Linked DNA regions of Mus musculus: region 2 is linked to region 1. Evidence: chromatin contacts called from public HiChIP or PLAC-seq data. All regions are on one chromosome and are shown on one strand. Each heading gives the region's core, a stretch centred on a gene start, on an enhancer-like site or on the middle of the called end of the contact. The rest is flanking DNA. Distances are from core to core; before and after follow the strand shown. Region 1 has its middle 25 kb from the start of Gm33987. Region 2 overlaps Abca4 (ATP-binding cassette, sub-family A (ABC1), member 4).

Evidence for each region. HiChIP or PLAC-seq counts read pairs in DNA pulled down with a chosen protein or histone mark.
Region 2: an HNF4G HiChIP or PLAC-seq map of pancreatic cancer cells shows a contact between it and region 1. The contact joins two enhancer-like sites. A contact is called at or near these places in 2 of 15 datasets of contacts at CTCF or cohesin (both in the NIH/3T3 cell line), 10 of 484 Hi-C or Micro-C datasets (the 4T1 cell line, LSK cells, bone marrow-derived macrophages and 4 more), 8 of 115 datasets of contacts at active chromatin or transcription factors (a beta-TC-6 cell line, embryonic basal ganglia, embryonic stem cells and 4 more) and 4 of 9 other capture datasets (adipose tissue, embryonic stem cells, liver and 1 more).

The regions. Positions count from the first base shown.
Region 1 is chr3:121,873,198-121,879,509 of GRCm38.p6, forward strand. No RefSeq gene overlaps it. Among named protein-coding and RNA genes, the nearest start is that of Gm33987, 25 kb to the left of the region's middle. Within about 2 kb of position 1,549, at least 36 of the 459 cell types and tissues checked have an H3K27ac peak or open chromatin away from gene starts, as enhancers often do. A contact at or near this core is called in pancreatic cancer cells, where this site is marked.
Region 2 is chr3:122,157,032-122,163,927 of GRCm38.p6, forward strand. It overlaps Abca4 (ATP-binding cassette, sub-family A (ABC1), member 4), which reads left to right. Exons shown (of 50, transcript NM_007378.1): 39 at 804-927; 40 at 1,283-1,412; 41 at 5,270-5,390; 42 at 5,830-5,892; 43 at 6,757-6,863. Among named protein-coding and RNA genes, the nearest start is that of Gm40138, 34 kb to the left of the region's middle. Within about 2 kb of position 5,605, at least 5 of the 459 cell types and tissues checked have an H3K27ac peak or open chromatin away from gene starts, as enhancers often do. A contact at or near this core is called in pancreatic cancer cells, where this site is marked.

The sequences.
Region 1 (6,312 bases), core at 299-2,798:
TTAATAGCTAGATGCCATGCTTATGTTTGTAAATGACAGATTTCCAGGCCGAAGAAAAACATGTCTTCATTTCAAAAGAGGCAATAACCTTCATGAGTATGAGGCCAGTTTGGACTTTATAGCAAGATTCCATTGGAAGTTGTGGGGAGAAGAGGAAGGAAGAATGGAAGGAGGAGGGAGAGGAAGAGTGAGAGGAGGAGGGAGAGGAGGAGAAGTAAAACAGGGGAGGGGGAGGGGGAAGAGAAATTCACGTTGTATGCCATTCTTTCTAACATTCCTTTAATGGTGCACTTCCAAGGTCCAAACATCTCCCATCCTGTCTTATGCCTGCTGTACATCTGCAACTCAAAATCTGAAAGTTCAGGGTAGGAAGTAAAAATGTATCAGTCCTTTTGGATCCCCTTCATCCTTCCTTTCCCAAAGGCACAAAACCAGTGCTTCCTCCCCAATTCTCCATTAGAGTAAGGAGATGTTGTAGTTCTAAGCCTGATTGGGTGAAACCCACTATGCAGAGTATGGTTAAACAAGTGTCTATTTAGAACACACTTCTCATTCTGAGGCCTGAGGTGACAAGGTTTGAAAGCAGGAGGTTAAGGGAAAAAAAAAGAATATTCTTGATCAATGGAGCACGAAGACTGACCTGCAGTAGGTCAGAGAGCTCCAAGGAAGCTGGGCATCTGCCCACCCTGACTACCTCCATTGAACCTGCAGTGCTGATCGCTCCATCAGGCAGTTCAGAGACATAAGGCAATAGGAACACTATTCCTACAAGTAGGCTCCCTCTTTAATGTTCAATATTCTAGTATTTAAGATTAAAAAAAAACAATTTAGGGAGAGACGGATCCTTGTGGACAGGCAAGAAGATTAATCCATAGTACAGAAGTTATAAGAAGGTTAGAAGAAACTCCTAAGATCTAAGGACAGGGACAATATTAATTATAAGGGTAAGGCTGGAGAGATGGCTCAGCAGTTAAGAACATTGGCTGTTCTTCCAGAGGACCAGAGTTCAATTCCCAGCACTCATATGAAAGCCAACAACCATCTGTAATTCCAGTTCAGAAAAACTGATGCCCTCATCTGGCCTCTGTGGGCATCAAGCACATACCTATTGTACAGATACAACTAAATAATAATAATAATAATAATAATAATAATAATAATAATAATAATATCTCTATGAGGTTTTACCATGAAATAAAGTCCTCAGTGCACTTCTGGAAAAGTCACGGCATTTTGAAGCAAAACCATTATGTGTGATAAATAAACTGTGGTTTTCACCACATTGTCATTTCCACTTCCCAGTAGAGGTGCCTCTAAGAGGAAGGGACGATGCCTAGAATTCTAGCACATAGCAGCAATGACACTATCTGAGGTCCACAGAAGAATGAGAGGCCAAGGAAGACACAATTAATATTGAAAAACAGCTCCTGAAAGACCACTCAGGAACACAAGACAAAATCTTTCCATATCCTGAAAGAGAACTATGACCTCTGGGGAGGAGCTGGTATTTGAACCACAAATGGATCACAGCCAGACACCTCACTCCACCCCAAGCAGGATGGAAGAGGCAATTGCCATATGTGTGTCAAAGATCAAGGCCACATTTTCCAGAGTGTGGTCTTGAGTCAGCACATAGAGGGCACACTGCCAAATCTCTATTACATAAAGCTCACTAAGCTGGGGAAATGTCCCCACAACTGATTAACAAAAGGATACAACTCCAATATGGAAGCAATACTTGTAAGCCAGTAAATAATAATGATAAATGATAACGAAAAAAAAGATAGTTTACCTCCAAGTAGAATATACTAAAGAGGGTCTATGTATAAAGGGGTTGGTTGAACATGTGTGATTTAAGGAAAATGAAAGGTATAATTCAATTATCTGGGGATATGTGTATCTCAGATTACAACTTCTAGCCCTAAAACAACAATTAGAGAAGAGGCTGCAGGGACTCTGATCGGGTTTGGTCAGGAGAGCAATAGACGTCATTCTAAAGAAAACCTGTCATAGGCAGTCAGTTACACAGGGAGTAACTTGGGGCAACAAATACTTTGAACTTTCCTTCCCTCTCTAATCTCTGCCAAACTTTCCCCTGGTTGAACCCTAGTTGGAGCCAAAGGACATGAATGCCAGGTTGTTGAAGCACACAGAGATCACACTGGCAGGGCGAGAGTTAGGTGGAGAAAGGAGTGCCTATGAAATACAATCAGAATGTATGCCAACGCCAGGGAAAAGAACCTGAATGTGTGAATCACAGAGGAGTGGATGCCAATAGGTCTGATGGCCACCAGGACTGACTCCATTTCTTGAGTTCATTAAAGCTGAAATTCTAAATTGAGTCCTGGATTTAAGGACCTGCCTGGGTAAAGGAGACTTGAGTCTACCTGTTCCATTACATGATTATCTGGAGATCTGGGTCAAGTCTTGCTCCCATTGTTACCAAACTTTAGGTCACAGTGTGAATGAACCCCAAGAAGCCAAGTTTGATCACCTGTCCTTGAACAACCAATTAAAACAACCGAGTTAATAGATAAAAGAAGAAAAAGAACTATTCAATGTGGTCACATTGGGGAGAAGGACAAAGAGATGCAATGACCACCTTCCCCTAAAGTCCTGAAGTGAGGTTGGAATTTAATAGAGGGCTGAACTATGCACATCTAAGCAGTCCAAGTAAATGTGTGATCCCGTGCACCACTGACCCACCAATGTCTGGGCTTCAGTCTCACCCCATAAGGTAGTCTAACAAGTTGTAAATCTCTTTCCTAGGAAACAAGTTGCCCCACTCTGGCAGGGATCTTTTTCTTCTCTCAGCATGAAGGTCCTAGGGAATTTCTACTTCTCAGGAGCCAGTGTTTAAATGGTCTGACAAGCAGATAGCAGGATCCAAGTCTCTAGAACATCTTCATTTCGGAAAAGGCTGGTCACATCATCATCTGTAAAATAGGATAATAATAATAATACTGCATTGTTTACCACACAATTGGTAGTTGGACTTGAAAAAGTGGAGCCTAAAAATAAGGCAGATTAAAGTCTCATGCAATAGCCAGCTTTATTTAGAGCATCAGACAATTTATACTCTGAGGAAGAGCCACATGAGTAAAGTATGCAGTCACAAGGACAAGCTGTACACGGTAAAACAAAACAAACAAAACAAAACAACAACAAAACACTGTGGCCTTCCTTACATATAAACAAACAACAATAGCTAACTGTAGTGAGTAGTCAGAGGTAAGCTCAGTCCCACCTGCTACACTTGGGAGGGCCATGAAAGCAGAGCCCAAGAACAATTCTGTAGTTTTTGAAGTTTTATCACAAACACTCAGACTTCTCTCATGACTCCGTTCTTGGACTGTGTTCTGACACAAGGATCCAATGAAAAAAGGTACAGGAAGCCCGATGGCCATGCTCAGCATGGAGTAAATAAGACATGTTGTCTGCCCTTTTTTTTTCCAAGTTGGGAAATAATGGAGATATATAATGCTGGACTGGAGCGATGGCTCAAAGGTTAAGAGCACTGGATGCTCTTCCAAAGGCCCTGGCCTCAATCCCCAATACACACATGGCATCTCACATTGTGGGTAACTCCCATTCCAGGATATCCAATGCCCTCATACAGACATATATGCATCACAAGACCAATGTACATACAATAAAAATAAATTAAGTATTCTTTAAAAAATATCTATAATGCTTAGTACTGTCAAGATTACTGAGCAAACGATACAAATTTTACTTTTCTTTTTGCTGGGAACTGAACCCAAAGGTGCCCATATGCTAAATATGTGTTTTGTCAGTAATGTCCCTCTGTCTCTCAAGTACATTTTATTTTATTTTATTTTATTTTATTTTATTTTATTTTATTTTATTTTATGTGCATTGGTGTTCTGCCTGCATGTCTGTGTAAGGGTGTCAGATCCTCTGGAACTGGAATTACAGACAGTTGTGAGCTGTCATATGGGTTCTGAGAATTGAACCTGGTGCCTTTGTTAAGAACAGCCAGTGTTCTTAACATCTGAGCTGTCTCTCTAGCCCTCAGGTATATTTTAATGAGAGTATAATCAGTATACAATTTGGGGAATAATTTTGCTATATTTAATTATAACTCAAAATAGGGGTAAACAGGGGCAAGAAAGATGACTCAGTGGTTAAGAGAGCACTGACTGCTCTTGCAGAGGTCCTGAGTTCAATTCCCAGCAACCACATGGTGGCTTACAACCATCTGTAATGGGATCTGATATCCTTTTCTGGTGTGTCTGAAGACAATGACAATGTACTCATATAAATAAAATAAATATTTTTTAAAAGTAGGGTTAAACAATCTCTAATAATTTACCCCACTCAATCACTCTCAGGAATGATCAATATATATACATATATTTGCACATGTGTGTTTGTATGTGGTATATCCATGCATGTATGTATGTGTGTATGTATGTGTATATGTATTGAATAATCTTAAAAAAAAGAACCTAAATTGGCATCATAGATTCTGATACCCAGGTGTATTGGTTTTTTCTATGTTATGTAACAAATTATACAACTTGATAGCTTAAAAGCAAAAGAAATGTGTTAGCTCGTAGTTCATGTAGGCGAGAACTCCTTTATTGACTTATCTGAGTACTAATGGCTCTATTGTGGTTCTGTTATAAGCGGTTCCATAGGTTCATGGGTTATTAAGAGGTGATTGGATCATGAAAGCAGTAACGTCATCTGTTGGTTAGTCCTTAGATAAGCTCATATCGAATACGCTATTGGACAGTAATGGCCTGGATAGAGGAAATGGGTCACTGGATGCATGCTCTGGAAGGACATCTGTTCTTGGTGCCTTCCTGCCACGCTTTGCCGCTGTGTGATGGGAGCTCCTTGCTTTGCTCCACCACATGCTTCTCACCATGATCGTCTTTGTTTTCACACACGGGCCAGAAAAAATGGACCGAAATCTCTGAAACTGCGAATTTCTGTTGGTCTCCCTTGCTTTCTCAGATATCTTGTCAGAGTGATGACATAGCCTGCCAGTGTCCAGACCAGCATCCCAGGGTCTCTGGAGGAGGACAGCGAAGGAGTATGGAGTCAGGGAAGGGCAGCAAGGGGGTGTGGGGTCAGGGAAGAAGGCAGTGAGGGAGAGAGGGGGCAGCAGGGGGTATGAAGTCAGTGACTGGTACCAAACATGTTTTATCTTTGGCGACTCTTTTGTCTGTAACTCTTTGCTATTTTAAAGCCAAAAGCCATTGGCTTCTTCTGTTCAGCGGCATGGAATTAAGACTTAATTTACTTTGGTTCTTTTCTATTTTACTCAGCACTAGCTAGCCAGGAGAAAGGCTTAGAGTTCCTTAACTCTTTATGAGCCGAAGAACAGGGGAGAGGGGAGAGGGGAGAGGGGAGAGGGGAGAAGAGAAGAGAAGAGAAGAGAAGAGAAGAGGCAAACATTCTGGATAAAGCTGAAGAAGTGGCACCATCGTTTTATTGTTGTTCTTGGTCTTTTTTTTTTTAAGATTTATTTCTTTATTATATGTAAGTACACTGTAGCTATCTTCAAACACCCCAGAAGAGGGTGTCAGATCTCATTACAGATGGTTGTGAGCCACCATGTGGTTGCTGGGATTTGAACTCAGGACCTCTGGAAGAGCAGTTAGGGCTCTTAACCACTGAGCCATCTCTCTAGACCCTGTTCTTGGTCTTATACTTTCTCAGATAATTACTCACATGGTTTTTCAAGCATCTTTACATTCCATAAGTTCATAGCAACTTCAAGACAATAGTTCATGTCATAAAATGACGAAAAGTTACAGCAGAGATGTTTACATGTCTTTCCATTAAGACTGATATCTGACTGAACATTCATTATCTATCTTCTAGACTCGTGATTTCATTATAAGTTCAAAGCAATAATTTTTATGTCACAAGTCAGCATGATGTTGTCAATAGACAAATCATCTGCCTTGTGTCTCATTAGATTTGAAGCTTTGTATAGATAAACCAGTAAATATTTTATTTTCTGTCCTTTCACCTACAATAAATTGTCCATTCCCAGTTTATGACCTATAGTTACCAGATAATGGTCTCATAGCTAACCTAGAAGGAACGTTTTTCCTGATAGTCAATTGGTTCCAAGCCTGCTTTCTTATCCTAGTGCAAGTAGCCTGGAACACATGAAGATTTACAGAGCCCAATCTGCAGCTTTTAGAGGGCTCGAAATTACTTGTATAAATTTAGGAATTTTATAAAATCATTTTTTAGGAATTATGAAATCATCAATTTGTCTACACAGCATTACTACATGAAAGTACATCTTCGTGTTAATCTGAAGAA
Region 2 (6,896 bases), core at 4,355-6,854, 290 kb after region 1:
ATAACATACTAGCACATACCGTCCTGATCCCAAAGAAATTCTGAGGACAGATTAGGGAACCCTGGTGCCGAATGACTTAGTTTTACAAGATATTAGGTCCACTTGCCTTGTCTACACCCTCTGCTTCTTTGTCCAGAAGGAAATGCCAGACAGAGGCCTTTAAAAAGAGGGGAGTCGGTGGCTACAGTGCTGTCTGTCTTTACTTTTGATGACTCTCTCTGAGTTCTGCTCTGGCTCTGGCTCTGGCTCTGGCTCTGGCTCTGGCTCTGGCTCTGGCTCTGGCTCTGGCTCTGGCTCTGGCTCTGGCTCTGGCTCTGGCTCTGGCTCTGCCATGATATACTATGCTATGGCTATGGCTATGTTATGACTATGGCTCTGCTCTGCTCTGCTCTGCTATGGCTATGGCTATGGCTATGCTATGATTATGGCTATGGCTATGGCTATGCTATGCCTATGGCTATTCTATGGCTATGCTATGGCTATGGCTATGGCTATGCTATGACTATGCTTATGGCTATGACTATGCTTATGGCTATGACTATGCTATGCTATGCTATGCTATGCTATGATTATGACTATGACTGTACTCCCAGCACTCCAGCTTCCTGGGGGTCTGTGTCACTAGCCTTTCCTTTTCTTACTAGTTCTTCACAGTTCAGAGGGTGGCCACACATCTGCACTGGGCCTCCCCAGAAGACCAGAGTGCCTGCTCTTGCTGCTGAAGCCATCAGAGCCTACTTGCTGATGAGGAGACAGGTGCCCTCAGCCTCCACGCTCCTAACAGCCTCACTTCTCTTTCTCAGACGCTGCTCAGGTTCAATGCCATGTTGAGGAAGTTGCTCATTGTCTTCCCCCACTTCTGCCTGGGCAGGGGCCTCATTGACCTGGCACTGAGCCAAGCTGTGACAGACGTCTATGCCCAGTTTGGTGGGTAGCATTCTAGGTCTGTGGGTCACAACCATGGATCCATTCAGGCTGGAAAAGTGTTCTGATGTCAGACCTGCAGCCTAGAGGCTGGGAGGGCACCTACATGTAGGTCAGGCTTCAGGCTAGACCAGCCACCTAGAAGGGCTTAGGATACTCCTGTTTCTATGGCCAAGAACCACAGGTGGGGCCAAGCACAGGATTTTACCTTCCAATATTCTAACCTGGGGAGCCCAGAATAATTTGGGGTCTCATTTAGCCTCTCACATAAGGCCTGAGCATATGGGTCTTCATGAGTGAGGCTGGCAGCCTGGTGTAGACTTTATTCTTTCTGATGTCCTGTTGCTTCTATTCTCAGGTGAGGAGTACTCTGCAAACCCATTCCAGTGGGACCTGATTGGGAAGAACCTGGTTGCTATGGCAATAGAAGGGGTGGTATACTTCCTTCTGACCCTGCTCATCCAACACCATTTTTTCCTCACCCGGTGGTATGTCTGGCTGGACCCTGAGGTGCCATGGCTTAGTACGGTGTTTCCAACCCTAGGCTTCACCTCAGCGTGGTTCTCAGAAACTGCATTCTGTTCTTCGTTCTCTTCATTCTCAAGGCCCAGCTTGTTCAGTACACAGCAGGGAGAGATGGGTTAAAACAGGCCTGTTGGAATTAGAGACAAGTCTTAACTTCAAACTTTGAGAAATACAGTGGTTTCATTTTAATTACTAATGTTTAACTTTCTTGTGTAATTACTACATACTTATCTTAAATTGGACAAGAAAACTGCAAATCAGGACCATGACAGATTATCTGAGACACTAGGAAGCATGGTTTCCATCTATAGGGGGTGAGACAAAGCTCCCTTGCTAGTTAGAACATCGCGTGAGGGCAGGGCAGGGAAAGGGAACAAGGAAAACATTGGGACCTTGTGCCAGGTGAGGGCAACCAGGGGCCCATGGAAAAGTGAAAAAAGGCAATTCAACCTCCATCCCTTAATCTAGATAGCTGCCAACCCTAACGTTACCAGGGCATCTCAGAGGTCAGGTCAGCGAGTTTATGTTCCTGTCCAGCCACATTCTCTAGACTCTTCCCAGCCTGCCTGCTTCCTGCTGACCTGATCTTCATTTCTGGAGCACACCCCCTTTAGAGGGCCACACCCAGGGCCCTGCACTGCACTCACACAAGCCTGAGAGTCTTCGGTGACAATGGTCCGTTTCCTTTCCTCCTCTCAGGTACATCTGACCATTTGTAAATAAATAGTTCCAGGGCTCGGTGCACTATAATGACCTACTTCCCTAATCACGCGGGTGAGAAGACTAAGAAGGAAAATAAATCCATTCACATGGAATGAAACAGTCAGCAGTGCTTCTAGTTCTGGGTCAGACTGTGAGAGGCTATCTATCCGTATGCCTCTCTGCCCTTTGCCGTGTTGGCCGTAGGGTTTAGCAGAGAAGAGGAAGAGAGAAATAATTACCAAAATGAAGACATTAGCTTTAGACACTGATGCTGATATGAGTGAGTCCTAAAGAGCATGGAAAGACCTGACTTCTAGAAACCCAACAACCACACCTATGTAGATAATTAACAAGCAAAGAGAGTGGAGGGGTGGAAGAAAGGATGCTTTTGGTAGAAGATGTTTGCTAGGAGCCAGCCCCAGCAATGGCTAGGTCCTGCAGTGGAGATAAGGAGTCCTCTAGGGAGGGGTGAGTCAGCCAAGGCTGGAGGATCTTGAAGCCTGACTAACTAGCAGTCAGAGTGCTTCTTTATGTATACAGAACTCAGTAGGCAGGGATAGATTCATTTTATTCCAGAACATAGACCATATCGTTTTTGTCCCTGGACATGTGTTTAATGTCTTCCTCTTGGTCATACATCTAGTCATCATTGATAACCAGTGACAGAACAGAGTTATCGTTTACAATCATTTTCCCTCATCAACTCCATAACACAATATTTAAGAATTTTCTGTTTTCAATAGACAGAAAATCTCCAAGCCAGTTTGGGCAGATCATCATGTACCAAGCACACTGTATTACTAACTCTTAATGGTCAGAGTATTAATTGTCATTAGGCGCAATAAAAATCTTCAGGCCAAAGCCACTGAAGTTATTATTCAATTTCTGCCATAATATCTTTTTAGAATTTATTTAGGTGTCTAATCTTGCTATTCTTTTATTCCTTGGCCATATGATATCACAATGGCCTAACATGAGCTAACTTTTCTAAGCAGGGGAGATCTTAATTTTTTTTTTATCATTTATCCTCCTTATTCTTTGTCCATCAGTATAAGCCCCTGTCTAGGGCAGAGGTAATTCCAGCCAACCTAACTTTGTTGCTGTATCTTTTCCTCAAGGGGCATACCATACACGGCCCTAATCTTAAATGGCATACAATTGCCTGAGTTTAACCTGATCTACTGCCAAATTTTCTAGCCCACCAAATCTTATTTACCTTTTAACGTTTACTGTGTCCTGATCATCTTGTTCCTAAGTACAGGGGCAGATGTTCCAAAAGTATCTTGGAGTTAGAGCCTTGTAAGGGGATCTCTGACATCTTTATTTGAGTCATAACCTTTAGGGTGTAATAAAGACCTTCAAGTAAGGTCAGATAAGGATATCTTGATAAAGACAGGAGAGATAATATGCTCAGGGTTTTCCCAGGGAAGCTTAGAAGCAGTTCTCCTGGGAGGAGGTCTAAATGATTCATAAGAAGTTTTTCATCAGCCGGGCAGTGGTGGCGCACACCTTTAATCCCAGCACTTGGGAGGCAGAGGCAGGTGGATTTCTGAGTTCAAGGCCAGCCTGGTCTACAAAGTGAGTTCCAGGACAGCCAGAGCTACACAGAGAAACCTTGTCTTGAAAAAACCAAACAAGAAAAAAAAGTTTTTCATCAACCCAATATCCCAAGTTGTACAAATGTTAGCGCCCTCCACCCCAGCATGCAACACGTGGAGATCATGGTTTAAAGTGGAATACAGCAAGGCAGCGATCACATTAATCAGCTCAGCTTTGCTGATCTTTGTCAGGAAGCTGAGCTGGCTTTATGACTTTTGCTGTTCCCATTAGACATGGCTGTGCCAGGCATGGCCTGCACAAAAACATGGCAACCCCAGCGAGTAAGACTGGTATACGGAATGGAAGGACTTCTAGGGAGCCATGGAATAGGAAGATGAAGTGGTATGGGATGAGTGCAGAGGGGCACAGAGTTGGGTCACGAAATACTCCTCATCTTGATGACTTGGGACCCAAGAGCAACATGAGATCCCTGGGGGTATTTTAACCAAGGCAGTGACATGACCTTGCCATGCTGGGAGGTGAGATAGGAGCCCATGCTGATGTGCAAAGAGACAACAGTGACCTGGATACAGATGGAGGCATTGGGAGATGATAGAGTAGAAAGGGCTTTAGACAAGACTTAGTAATATGTCAGACAAGGTCAGTAAGGAAGAAAGGAAAGACTGGAGCCCTAGGCTGGGCCTGGCTACCTTACGGTAGGCCTCTTGCATCCAAGGATAGCTAGGATACAGCATAACACACTTGTAGATGATGATGTCATGTATCAGTGCCAAAAGGCTGGACATTCTAGATGTAGGTAGTCAGAAAGATTTTCAGAGAAGGGTCTGTGCCTTGAAGGATGGGGAAGATTCTCTTGGCAGGGCAGGAGCAAGAGAACATGCTGAGGCCAGCAGGTGGGAATGGCCTGCATAGTGTAAGGACCAGGGTCAGGTGCCAGTGGTTGGCAAAGGAGTGAGTGTAACTTAAAAAAAAAGTACAGATGGCAAAGGCATAGAGGATCTGTCTGCAGGACAGAGATGCTTGAAGAGGTTAGACTTGGAACCTATGACTTGGACCAAGAAAGATTTGGAACGTGTGTTAATAAGATGCCAAAGCTATCTTGTCATCGCATTGGTAAGGAAGGCTGGAGAAAGAGGGAAGGTTGGTAGCTAATAACTCACCTACATTTCACTTGCCGTAGAGCAACGGTTTTAATAATATAAAGCTGGCTCCCAAGTCTTTCCTCAGGCACGACTCAGAGTTCATCTTCACACAACCTGAGACAGCCTTCTCTCCCGTTCATGTGGTTGAAGAAGACAACAAGGCTCAGAGAGATCCAGGGACAAGCATAGGTCAGGCATGAAGAGGCAGGACGGCAGCACAGAGAGGATTTCAACAGAAGCACTTGACCTGCCTGCCTAGTGTCCCTCCTGACAGGAACCATTTTTAGACTAGACTTAGAGAAAAGAAGTCCAGAGGAGTAAATGTGGGGGAACGGGAAGGATAGTTGGGCGAGAAGGACGGTGGCATGACGGTTACTGCACGCCCAGCACAATCCTGCCCATGCCCCTTCCTCTAGGATCGCTGAGCCTGCTAGAGAGCCCGTTTTTGATGAAGATGACGATGTGGCTGAAGAAAGACAAAGAGTTATGAGTGGGGGAAATAAAACCGACATCTTAAAGCTAAACGAACTAACCAAGGTGAGGAGCAGGTGTGGGCGGTATTTTCTTGGCATTACAAGCCGAGCACACAGGTGGCACAGGACCATCATGCTGTCCCATACAACCCCATACTGTCTTTGTATTGTCACTTGCCTCCTGGGAGCACCTATTTCCCATGACATTATCCCTGCTGTTCATTGTGGATACCACAGGGTCTCCAGAAGAGGTTCTCCAACTGAGCCCTGGCCTCTGCTCTCTGCTGTTCCGTTTGCACATGGCATGATTCACCCTCCACACCTCTCTGTGCCGTGGCTCCTCTTCCAATGCTGTGTTAATGTGTAGCCTCCTGGTGTTTGTGGTTTTCTTCCAAGTCACTCTGTGCTGTCCTTTGCTCTCACTCCTCTGCCCTGCCCTACCCTATTCACTCACTGCTCTACCCCTGTCTTGGTCTTGAACCCAGTCTCTTTGAATTTTACAGGTTTACTCAGGCTCTTCCAGTCCAGCAGTAGATCGGTTATGTGTTGGAGTTCGACCTGGAGAGGTGGGTACCGTACTAACTAACATGAAATAGCTCTTGAGAAAAATCAGCCCTCCACCATGAGTCTTCTCCCTCTGACCAGAGCTTGACAGTAGAAATCTAATGAAAGTCAAACTTTCTAGTAGATAAGGTGTGTGTGTGTGGGGGGGTTAAGTTTACTATTTTTATTTCACACAATAGATCTAAAACAAAATTTTGATGTGTAGTTAATGTACAGCTCTCTTAGTCAGGGTTTCTATTTCTGCACAAAACATCATGACCAAGAAGCAAGTTGGGGAGGAAAGGGTTTATTCAGCTTACACTTCCATACTGCTGTTCATCACCAAGGAAGTCAGGACTGGAACTCAAGCAGATCAGGAAGCAGGAGCTGATGCAGAGGCCATGGAGGGATGTCACTTACTGGCTTGCTTCCCCTGGCTTGCTCAGCTTGCTTTTTTATAGAACCCAAGACTACCAGCCCAGGGATGGCACCAACCACAGTGGGCCCTGCCTCCCTTGATCACTAATTGAGAAAATGCCTTATAGCTGGATCTCATGGAGGCATTTCCTTAAGGGAGGCTCCTTTCTCTGTGATAACTCTAGCCTGTGTCAAGTTGACACACAAAACCAGCCAGTGCAAAAACATTACTGAGATATTTTTCATTTTTCTTTTTTGTCCTTGTTGTAAGTCTTCAAAGCCAGTGTGTTCCACGTTTAGTGCCCATGTTGGTTAGGATTAGATGTGTTTCATGTTGGTAGCCACACATGACCAATAATCTCAGTAATGGCACCCAGGTATGAGTATCCCAGCTCTCACACTGGCCTGGGGTCTGGCAATGAAGATGTCCTTGGTCACTAGGGCAACACCTGTTCTCTGTTTTCTCCTAGTGCTTTGGCCTCCTGGGAGTGAATGGTGCAGGCAAAACCACCACATTCAAGATGCTCACTGGGGACACCACAGTGACATCGGGGGATGCTACTGTGGCAGGCAAGAGGTGAGTGCTCTGCCCTTCCTGTTGTACGGTGTC